Regions from separate parts of the Zea mays genome. Here region 1 is linked to region 2. Evidence: chromatin contacts called from public Hi-C data. All regions are on one chromosome and are shown on one strand. The core of a region is the stretch at or near the end of the contact, and the rest is flanking DNA. Distances in the headings are between cores, read along the strand shown.

Evidence for each region. A called contact is a pair of places that touch in the nucleus more often than the background predicts.
Region 1: a Hi-C map of ear shows a contact between it and region 2, with 3 times the contacts expected there. The contact joins the promoter of LOC103629382 here to the promoter of LOC100272751 in region 2. A contact is called at or near these places in 3 of 25 Hi-C or Micro-C datasets (ear, leaf and tassel).

The regions. Positions count from the first base shown.
Region 1 is chr6:67,583,228-67,587,984 of Zm-B73-REFERENCE-NAM-5.0, reverse strand. LOC103629382 (RING/FYVE/PHD zinc finger superfamily protein) reads left to right here and starts at 1,589. Exons shown (of 13, transcript XM_008650520.4): 1 at 1,589-2,000; 2 at 3,089-3,165; 3 at 3,275-3,819; 4 at 4,029-4,094; 5 at 4,246-4,331; 6 at 4,623-4,757. The coding sequence starts at 3,159.
Region 2 is chr6:67,035,170-67,040,108 of Zm-B73-REFERENCE-NAM-5.0, reverse strand. LOC100272751 reads right to left here and starts at 1,760. Exons shown (of 9, transcript NM_001360110.1): 1 at 305-1,760; 2 at 74-211. The coding sequence starts at 1,267. LOC541700 (6-phosphogluconate dehydrogenase 2) reads left to right here and starts at 2,187. Exons shown (of 2, transcript NM_001279373.2): 1 at 2,187-2,337; 2 at 2,996-4,691. The coding sequence starts at 3,007. The coding sequence ends at 4,455.

The DNA of each region.
Region 1 (4,757 bases), core at 340-2,839, 550 kb before region 2:
TAGCTCATGCATATTGCAGAAACTTTTTGCATTTGGCTCCAAACCTTGGCTCTTCACGGCCCATACGAAGATTCCCATCCTTATGATTGCTTCGAGAGTAATTTGATGTAGGCAGATTTCAAATATCTTCAAAACTTCAACCACGAAACTGCTTAGAGGAAACCGAAGCCCAGCCTTGAAGAAGCTTCAGAAGATCACGACTTCATTTTCCTTGGGAGTAGGACAAGTTTTCTCTCCTTCGTCAGCCCTCACAATAGACAAATCCCAAAAATATTTACCCCTCATATTGACAAGATGACTTTGTTTAATGGTTGATTTTCCAAAAACTGCATGGCTTGGCCGCCAGGGTCGATCTTCCGAGTCTCCCCCCACTTTCCGCATCAAAACTATCACTATCACCAATATCTTCAGATAAACCTTCCAAAATTTCCCTTGTAATATTTTCTGTATTTGTCTTTGATATTGATTCAAGAAAGCCAAGATTCTTCTCCTCAAGAAGGCTCAGCTTTGTTTTAGCAACAGCTTTCTTATCTTCAGACATCTTCGGAAATGCTAAAAACCGCTTTTGAAGCCGAAGCTTAAAAAACTTACAAATTAAGCAAGTCTTGTTGCGCAAGAGTTAAAAACTGAGTAAGCAAGAGCAGATGGCAAAGAAAACGTACCAAATGACATTGCGGTGTGCTCTTATTTATACGTCTGGTGCATTGAGAATAGGAGGGCCCCGCCTGCCATTGACTGTTGCTATCCTAGCAAGAGGAAGGTGTTTTTTCGGACCTTCGGCTTAGGGTATTTGTCCATATCGCAATCTGAATTTATTATCCTAACAAATTAATATTGCGAGGGGCTACTTGTTGGGGGCCTTCGGCTTCCGAAGGTCCTCAAAAACGTGATTTGACAATATCTCTGTAGTATAATACATGAGCAGGTACCTTCGGACATGGACCCTTCGGACAAGTCAAAATTGCTGTATGAAAAAACACAAAGAGAACGAAGGATGGAATAGAGCCGAAGCTGTGCGCAAGGAAGCTTCGGTATGATGGCAGAAAAGAGGAAAAGACTATTTAGACCCCGATAGATTACTTTAGAGTTATTATCAAAAGCAAAGGGCTTGGATGTAATTTTATATGGGCTGCGACCCGTACCTATAAATAGGTGAACAATACTCCCGTACTGTTCACGCTGACTGAGCATTTGCTTTTGCGTCACACTTGTACTTTTACCTTCTTTCAAGTCAAATATGTATTTGTAATCCGATATCATTTCTATTTTTCCATAGCAATAAAATAGAAATGGGTTGATAATAATACATAACTGTTTATGTTATCTTTTATATTCCATGTAATTCCTTCTTCATTATGATATGTAATGTTTATGAAGGTATGTCATCCATAACTTTTGTCCGGAAATCATTATATCCCAAGTGAAATAATGCTTCGAATGACGAATGACTTTAACGTTTAACATTTTCTATGTTGGCTTGTTCTTAACTTTTAGTATTTGAGAACAAGTCCCAACAGTATAGAGTATAGAAATAGAAATAGAAGAGATAAATAGATTAAAATTAGGCCATAAAACCAAATACCGCTACGACGATAAAAACTTTGCAAATAAATTCGTGATGAAAAAACCGGCCCACCACAAGGCCCGCGCATCCCCTTCCGCTGATTCTCCCCTTCCATCCGCTGCATTCCTCCCACATTCCACCGCACCCACACGTTTCTTTACCCTAACCCCGACAGCCGCCGCCGTTTCTTCATCTTCCTCGCAGCGCCGGCGCTCCATCTTCCGCTCCCTCCCCGACTCGCGATCGGCACGCAGGCGACGTCGGGGCAGTCTCGGACTCGGCGGCGGCGTCAGCGGCTCCCCCTCCCGCCCTCGCCAGTCGCTTCCGGTCCTCCGCACACCAACCGGCGACTCTGCGTGCGCGCCTCCTGCTTCCGGTGGACCGTCGACGGCGCCCGGGCCCCGGTGGCCGGCGGGCAGCGAGAGCCAGCAGCCTGGTAACGACTGAGAGATATAATTTTTGGAACCCTGATAACAACTATGAGATTGCATTTCATGACATTCACATGGAACTAATCCAGCTGTGTATGTATTGATTTTAATAGCACTGAATTTAAATGATTTGTTTTTTGTCTTCTGAATAACATTTTTTGTTATATTGATCATTAAAACTTAAAGGATATACTGTATGATTTTAATAAGTTCAAACTGTAAGCCTGAGAGATGGCCTGGCTTGAATGGGGGGTTGATCATAGAAGTCAGGGCAATAAGTATTCAGGAATTCGGTCATACTTCTGTTTTTTGTTACGAAAAAAGGAGGGGAAAGTCAGTGCCGAATGCATGGTATAAAAGTAAGTTTGATTTTCCACCATAACTGCAGTTGGTGAGTACATAATGAAACCACTGTTGTAGTGTACTAGTGTCACATAGTTCTCTGTACCTTTTTCTGGAAGTAATGTTTGCTATTGATCTAAAATGTAGAATATCTTCAACTATTTTTAGTTGGATAGTATGATTAAAATGAATAGTAAAAATCTGATATATTAATCATGTGTGTATACCAAAACTTGATGCAGGTATTGTGTAGATCTAAATTACATATCATTGTTGAATCTGTGTTGCGTCATACTGGTGTCTGAATTTACCCTTGATTTGTTCTATAGTATAGTTACTACCACCATCCCAAAATGAACATCACTCTACCTTTGTCTTAAGTCAAACTATTTTTAAGTTTTAGCAAACTTATAGAGAAGATTATCAACATTTATGATACCAAATATATACATCATGAGAATATATTTTATGATGAATCCAACGACACTTGTTCAGCAATATGAATAACTTTTATATAAATTGTCCAACCTGAAGTAGTTTGATTTTGGACAAAATTAGGGTGCCATTCTCTTTGGGACTGAGGATGTACTAATATATTGCACTTAATATTCTGTGTATATGTTTACATGCTTGTGTATGGACTGCCAGGTTTTTCTTTTCCTATTTCTGTTATTTCCATGTTATTACTTGTCAGAAACTTTGAACCAAGTATTTCTTATTTACCTGTTGTTTAATGTGTTGAAATTTAAAGGCAGTTTTCCTCATTGGAAAGGAAGGACAATCAGAGCCAAGAGTTTCTTCATAAACCTGAATAAAAGGACATGCGATGTATGTTATCTTCCCTTTTCATCTTATTTGCATCTTAGGTTTTTATATCACTTCACAACCATAATACGTGATGCCGTTAATGCTTATATATATGTTTTCACTTGTTTAGTACGGAATACAGACAGGGCACCGCGTAGCTCAGGTCGTCGCAATAATGTTCTTTCATGGATCTCTGAAGTTAAAGACACATCTAATGTGGGCGTAAGAAAGAAAAGGGGGAGAAGAGCACCTCCATCTGCTAAAAGATTGCGTGATAAAAGGGTGGATAAGGCGATTGAAAGTGATGGTGCTGTTGACAGTGACAGCGATGATACAGATGGACAGGTTGACAAGAATCAGCCTAGTGCACACATTGAGGAACATGTTGATGGGAGAACTGGTGATGACTTAGCAACAGCAGGCCACTCAGGCAATTCTTCCAATGGTCCATCCTCAGCTTCAGAAGAACAGGACCATTCAACAAACTCTAAAGACAAGCTCCAAAAAGCTAGCTCTCAAAACACAAAGAAGGTTTTTGGAAACTCAACAAACGGCAAGCAAGGTGCATCTAATTTGGAACAGGAATGTGCAAATGAAGATGGGTCTCATGTGCTAGTTGCTGCTGTGTACAAGGATATTGATAATGAAAGAAGCTCTCAAAAGATTAGGGATGATGTGAGTTTCTTGCTCTTTGTTCTGGTGTTTTTCGTTTTATTTATGATTACATGTATTGTCTATATGAAGAACGCCAATCTTTATCATTGAGAAGTTAATATGCATCTTTAAGTGATTTGTTTGCATTTTATGCGAACATATGATGCATGGGAAATTGAACCCTCTGTTTGTATTAACCACATAGTTTGTTGTAAATGGTTTATATTCAGCAGGTATCAGATGCACAACTGGATACAGCTTCATCTGATGACAAAAGTTCAGAAGAAGTCGAAGACGTGAGTGAGAACCTTAATTTCTGTTTTTTATTTTATGGTTTCTCGACCTCAATTGGTTGCTTTTTGATTGGGTTGCTTTTTTCTTCTTTGATTGGATATAATCCAGTTAGTTTTGAATTGCTTGGACTGTGTAACCTGTTTCAAAACATAGGTGAAGGTTTGTGACATTTGTGGAGATGTTGGTGAGGAGGAGAAGCTCGCTGTCTGTAGCAGATGCAATGACGGCGCAGAGCACACGTAAGGCGTGTTCGCGCATTACTTTTTTCCTGTGTTAATGTTCAATTGCATTTGATGGTTTGCATACTTTAAAGTTGACCATTTGCTGTTTTATGCTTTTTAATTGCTGGCTGCAAAGCTAATGACACAATTAGCATGTCCGAACACTAATAAGCCTACACATTTATTATCTGTCTATACACCTCATGTCAGGGAGAAAACTACTCATCTGAGCACTTGTTTTCATTATGTCTTCTTAGGTATTGCATGCAGACGCGGTACGATTATGTTTTAATATTTTTTTTGCTTCAGGTATTGCATGCGGGTAATGATGGAAGAGGTTCCAGATAGTGAGTGGTTGTGTGAAGACTGCCAAACTGCTGTAGAATCTGAAAATGAGAATAGACTACAAAAGTCTCAGGTGAAGGCTGGCACTTCAAAAGAGCT
Region 2 (4,939 bases), core at 511-3,010:
CTACAATGTACATTCAGTAGCAACTCTCAATCATCATATTCTTGGAAAACCAATGGTAAGGAACAATTGACACCTTTAGAATTCTCAGTTCAATCTTTGTAATTTCCCGCCCGTTAATGAAAACCTGAGCGGTGCCGTTACTAGCATCAGGCTGAAGCTTTCCGTTAAAGTTGAGGTTAGTGCTAATGATGCTGTCTGGCTTTTCACCTTCCTACGAGTATATGTCAGCAGAAACATAACGTTATCAGCAGCTGGAGAAGCTGAGGTTGCATGAAACCGGTTTTCTCAAACCGACAAGAATTACCTTTCCCCACAATCCTGACTCCTTATCATACCAATATCTTCCAGGCTTGAGGTTCCCAGGAGGTCGTTGGCAGCTAAGCAAATCGGTCATCTCCTCGTCGTCAAGAGGGAAACCATTGACCAGGAGCTGCTCAGGCCGGAGCTGGTTCGCCTGGCACTCCTTCTCGACCTTGAGGATCTGCCTGACCTCCAGGGGGCCGAGCAGGCGAGACAGTATCCTAGAGCCCTTCCCGAGCCTGGAGCGCTTGGCCTCGTCGATGGGCTGGCCAATGCAGGTGACACACTTGCGGCCCTCGGGCATGGAGCCCATGGCGCGGAGCAGGCAGTGGCCGCAGTAGCGCGCGTCGCAGACGATGCACGACTCCTTGCTCTCCCACTTGCTCTTCCCGCAGCGGCGGCAGCAGGTCCGCCCTTTCCTCTCGGCCGGCCTCGTCACCGCGACGTGCTGCTCGGCGGACGCCGCGTCGTGTCCGCCGTCCATCTCGCTGCTCTCGTACCTGCCGCCGCTGTCCTCCTCCGGCACCCCGAACGTGACCACCTGAGGTCGCCTCCCCTCCGGCACTGCAGGCCTCGAGGCCTTCGTGGAGCGGGAGCCGGAGCTGCCGGCGTCGTCCTCCTCGTCATCGGAGGAATCCGACGGCGTCATCCTCGCGGCACGGCGATCAGCAGCACCAGCCCGGGACGCTGCCGGCGGGTTGGCACGGGCACGGGCCGCAGCAGGGCCGACGACGGGCGCGACGGGCACGACGCCGCTGCCGAGCCCCAGGGGCCCCGAGGCCGGCTCGGCGGTGGGTATGGCGGGGACGCAGACGGGCTGGATCCGCGGGAGCTCGTACGACACGTCCGGCCCGTTGTACGTCAGCGCGAAGGAGTAGTCCATGTCGGGCAGCGGCTCCGGGATGGTGGTCCCCGGCGGGAACATCCGGCGCACCATGTCCTCCCAGTCGCCCCGGCCCGCCGCCATGCCTGCCCGGTGTAGCAGCAATCCGTCGAGCACCTTGCGCGCGGGCGACTAGTCCGTCCCGGTGCAGATAGATATTTTCCACCCGCGGCAGCAGGCGTAGAGACGGCGGGGAATTCAATTCCCGACCCACCCCTGGGTGGAGTGGAGTGAACGGAGTGGCCTCGACGACGACCGGTCCAACGAGAGGCAGGCTGGGTCAGAGAGAAGAAATGCAACCCCTCCACTGGCACTAGCGGCGGTCGTGGCCAGCCAACCAGCAACCGCAACCGGCGGTGCTGGTGCAGGCCCGGGCGGGGCCCCCCAACGACTCCCGCTCGGCGGCTCGGGTCAGTCAGTCAGCAACGAACAACACATCTTTGCACTGGGCAGCGTGGGAACTGCCGTTCTCCGCCCCGCCCGCATTATCTTATCAAACCGACGCTGGACTTGCAGGAAAGGAAAGGCGCTACAACTTTCCTCTGGGCAGTTTGTTTGACCGGGGAATGGAATGGGGATGGATGGACGTGGACGGACGGACGCAGAGTGGGAAAACGGATGAAGAAGGACGAGGACACGCAGGAGGAGGAAGACCACGACTGCACTGGCCGCTGGCGGTGGAGGTGGGACCGGTCGAGCAACGGCAGGCCGCGCGTGAATGATGAGTTGCTTGCGTCAGAGCACCACCAACCATCGTACCCTGCCACCACGGCCCACCGGGCCCCTGGCGTGAGTGGGAACCGGGTGGGTGTTGGGCCCGCCGCGTCAGAAGCACCAACCGAGCCATGGTTCACGGGCTGCGGGCTGCGGGCTGCGGGCTGCGGCGGCCGACGGGACCGGTGTGAGCAGGCGACCACGAAGGGGCCCACCCGTCGGTGGCTGCCTGCCCCCGCTCGTCAACAACTACCCCGAAAGCCGCCAAGCGGCTGCTGCGCAAGGTGCGAAAGGCACCTTCCCTGCCCGATTGGCGATTTAAGTGGTGGGGGAGGGAAGGCCGATGGTCAGTGAAAGAGAGGTAGGTGGCCGGACGGTGGTGGCATCGCCAATTCAACTCCGCATCTGAATCGGCACTCGGCAGCGCGCCAGCTCCATAGGTGAGGCTTCGGATCCCGATCTCCGCACCCTGTCCGATTCCAGCTCCGTCCTCCCCGGATTTCAGTTCCACCGCGTTGAGGTTTTCTTTTTTTGTCTCCTTTGGGTCCTCTTGTTCCCGAAGCATGGGGACTGGGGGTTGAATTCGTGTAGAGATCCAGATGATTGCGCTGCTAGCTCCGATCGCCGATTTTACTCTGCTGCCTGCCGGTCCAGATCCATGGAAGCAAGTCGATGAACTTAGAGGGCTTCCGCTCTGGATTTTCTTTGAAAATAAGTTAGAGTCCTGTCAAACACCTCTTTTCTCTGCCAAACGATCTACAAAATGGCTTTAGCTTAGAAAACTGTTTAGTTAGAAAACTGTTTAGCTTAGAAAACTGTTTACTCGGCCAGGGGACAGAGAGACGCATTACCTTGCCTTCTTGCTCTTTTCGCCTCTAGCGGTGCTGTGTATTCAGTTACTTCGTCTCAAAGAAATTCAGTTGGTTTCATCCTATACACCTATATGTAGCCGGCCCTGTGACTCGCAGGGCAGCGTATGATCTTTGATCCTCGGCTTATGTATTCACCTCATCGGCCGCTTAACCTTGGTACATGAAAATAGATTTTGTTTCCAGGGTCCTGCTCGGCTTATGTATGAAATAGATTTTTTTTTCTCAGTGTAGGAGGAGATGGCGCTCACAAGAATCGGTCTTGCTGGCCTTGCGGTCATGGGGCAGAACCTTGCCCTCAACATTGCAGAGAAAGGGTTCCCCATCTCTGTGTACAACAGGACAACCTCCAAGGTGGACGAGACCGTGCAGCGTGCCAAGGCAGAAGGAAACCTTCCCGTCTACGGCTTCCATGACCCCGCGTCCTTTGTGAAGTCCATTCAGAAGCCACGGGTGGTGATCATGCTCGTCAAGGCCGGCGCGCCAGTTGACCAGACCATCGCGACGCTCGCAGCTCACTTGGAGCAGGGCGACTGCATCATCGATGGGGGGAACGAGTGGTACGAGAACACGGAGAGGAGGGAGAAGGCCATGGAGGAGCGCGGCCTCCTGTATCTTGGCATGGGTGTCTCTGGAGGAGAGGAGGGTGCCCGCAACGGCCCGTCCTTGATGCCCGGAGGCTCGTTCGAGGCTTACAAGTACGTCGAAGACATTGTCCTCAAGGTGGCTGCTCAGGTCCCTGACAGTGGCCCGTGTGTCACGTACATTGGCAAAGGTGGATCGGGCAACTTTGTCAAGATGGTTCACAACGGAATCGAGTATGGCGATATGCAGCTGATTTCCGAGGCATACGACGTTCTCAAGTCGGTCGGTAAGCTCACCAACAGTGAGCTGCACCAGGTGTTCTCCGAGTGGAACAAGGGCGAGCTCCTGAGCTTCTTGATCGAGATCACGGCCGACATCTTTGGCATCAAGGACGAGCATGGCGATGGCTACCTGGTGGACAAGGTCCTTGACAAGACCGGGATGAAAGGGACAGGGAAGTGGACGGTGCAGCAGGCCGCCGAGCTGTCGGTGGCCGCTCCTACGATCGAGGCGTCCTTGGACTCGAGGTTCCTGAGCGGGCTGAAGGACGAGCGGGTGGAGGCCTCCAAGATCTTCCAGGGTGACTACTACTCCACCGGCTCGCCGGTGGACAAGGCGCAGCTGGTGGAGGACGTGAGGCAGGCCCTGTACGCGTCCAAGATCTGCAGCTACGCGCAGGGCATGAACATCATCAAGGCCAAGAGCGCGGAGAAAGGCTGGGGGCTCAACCTCGGCGAGCTGGCCAGGATCTGGAAGGGCGGGTGCATCATCCGCGCCATCTTCCTGGACCGCATCAAGAAGGCCTACGACAGGAACCCGGGCCTCGCCAGCCTGCTCGTAGACCCCGAGTTCGCGCAGGAGATCATGGACAGGCAGGCGGCGTGGCGCAGGGTGGTGTGCCTCGCCATCAACAACGGCGTCAGCACCCCGGGAATGTCCGCTAGCCTGGCCTACTTCGACTCCTACCGCAGGGACAGGCTGCCTGCCAACCTGGTGCAGGCCCAGAGGGACTACTTCGGGGCTCACACCTACGAGAGGGTCGACATGCCTGGCTCTTTCCACACCGAGTGGTTCAAGATTGCGCGCAACATCTCCAACAACTGATGAGCTGCTCAACGGATGGCATGCCCGGTGTTGACTACTCCAGTCGGTAATGAGATTTCCTGCAGGAACTTGTCTATTGATCTTTGTAAGTTAATTATTTATATGAATAAAATAAGAGCAGACATGCTTGTGTTTGGGCACCCTCTGTTTTCTCCTCCCTGTTAATCAATGCACCATGCTCCAAAGGTGATGTACATAATTCAGACAAGTCTCGATGATGTACATGTTACAGAACTAGCGAAAGAGTTCAGCTTGGTCGCCGCAGAAAACCTCCATTGCCTCGATGTGCGTCCACATTGGAGAGGTCTTCACGAAAGGAGGAGGATGAGTTGAGAAGCCATCAGGTGTTGTGATTGAAACAAACTTGGACATTGGTCTACCCTCACAAGCTTTTGGGTGCAGCCAGCAGTGCAATCTTTGAGCTAGTCTCCATAACTTTGCTTGCATGGATGAAGCACGGTGATCATCTCCTGTGTTAGGGGTC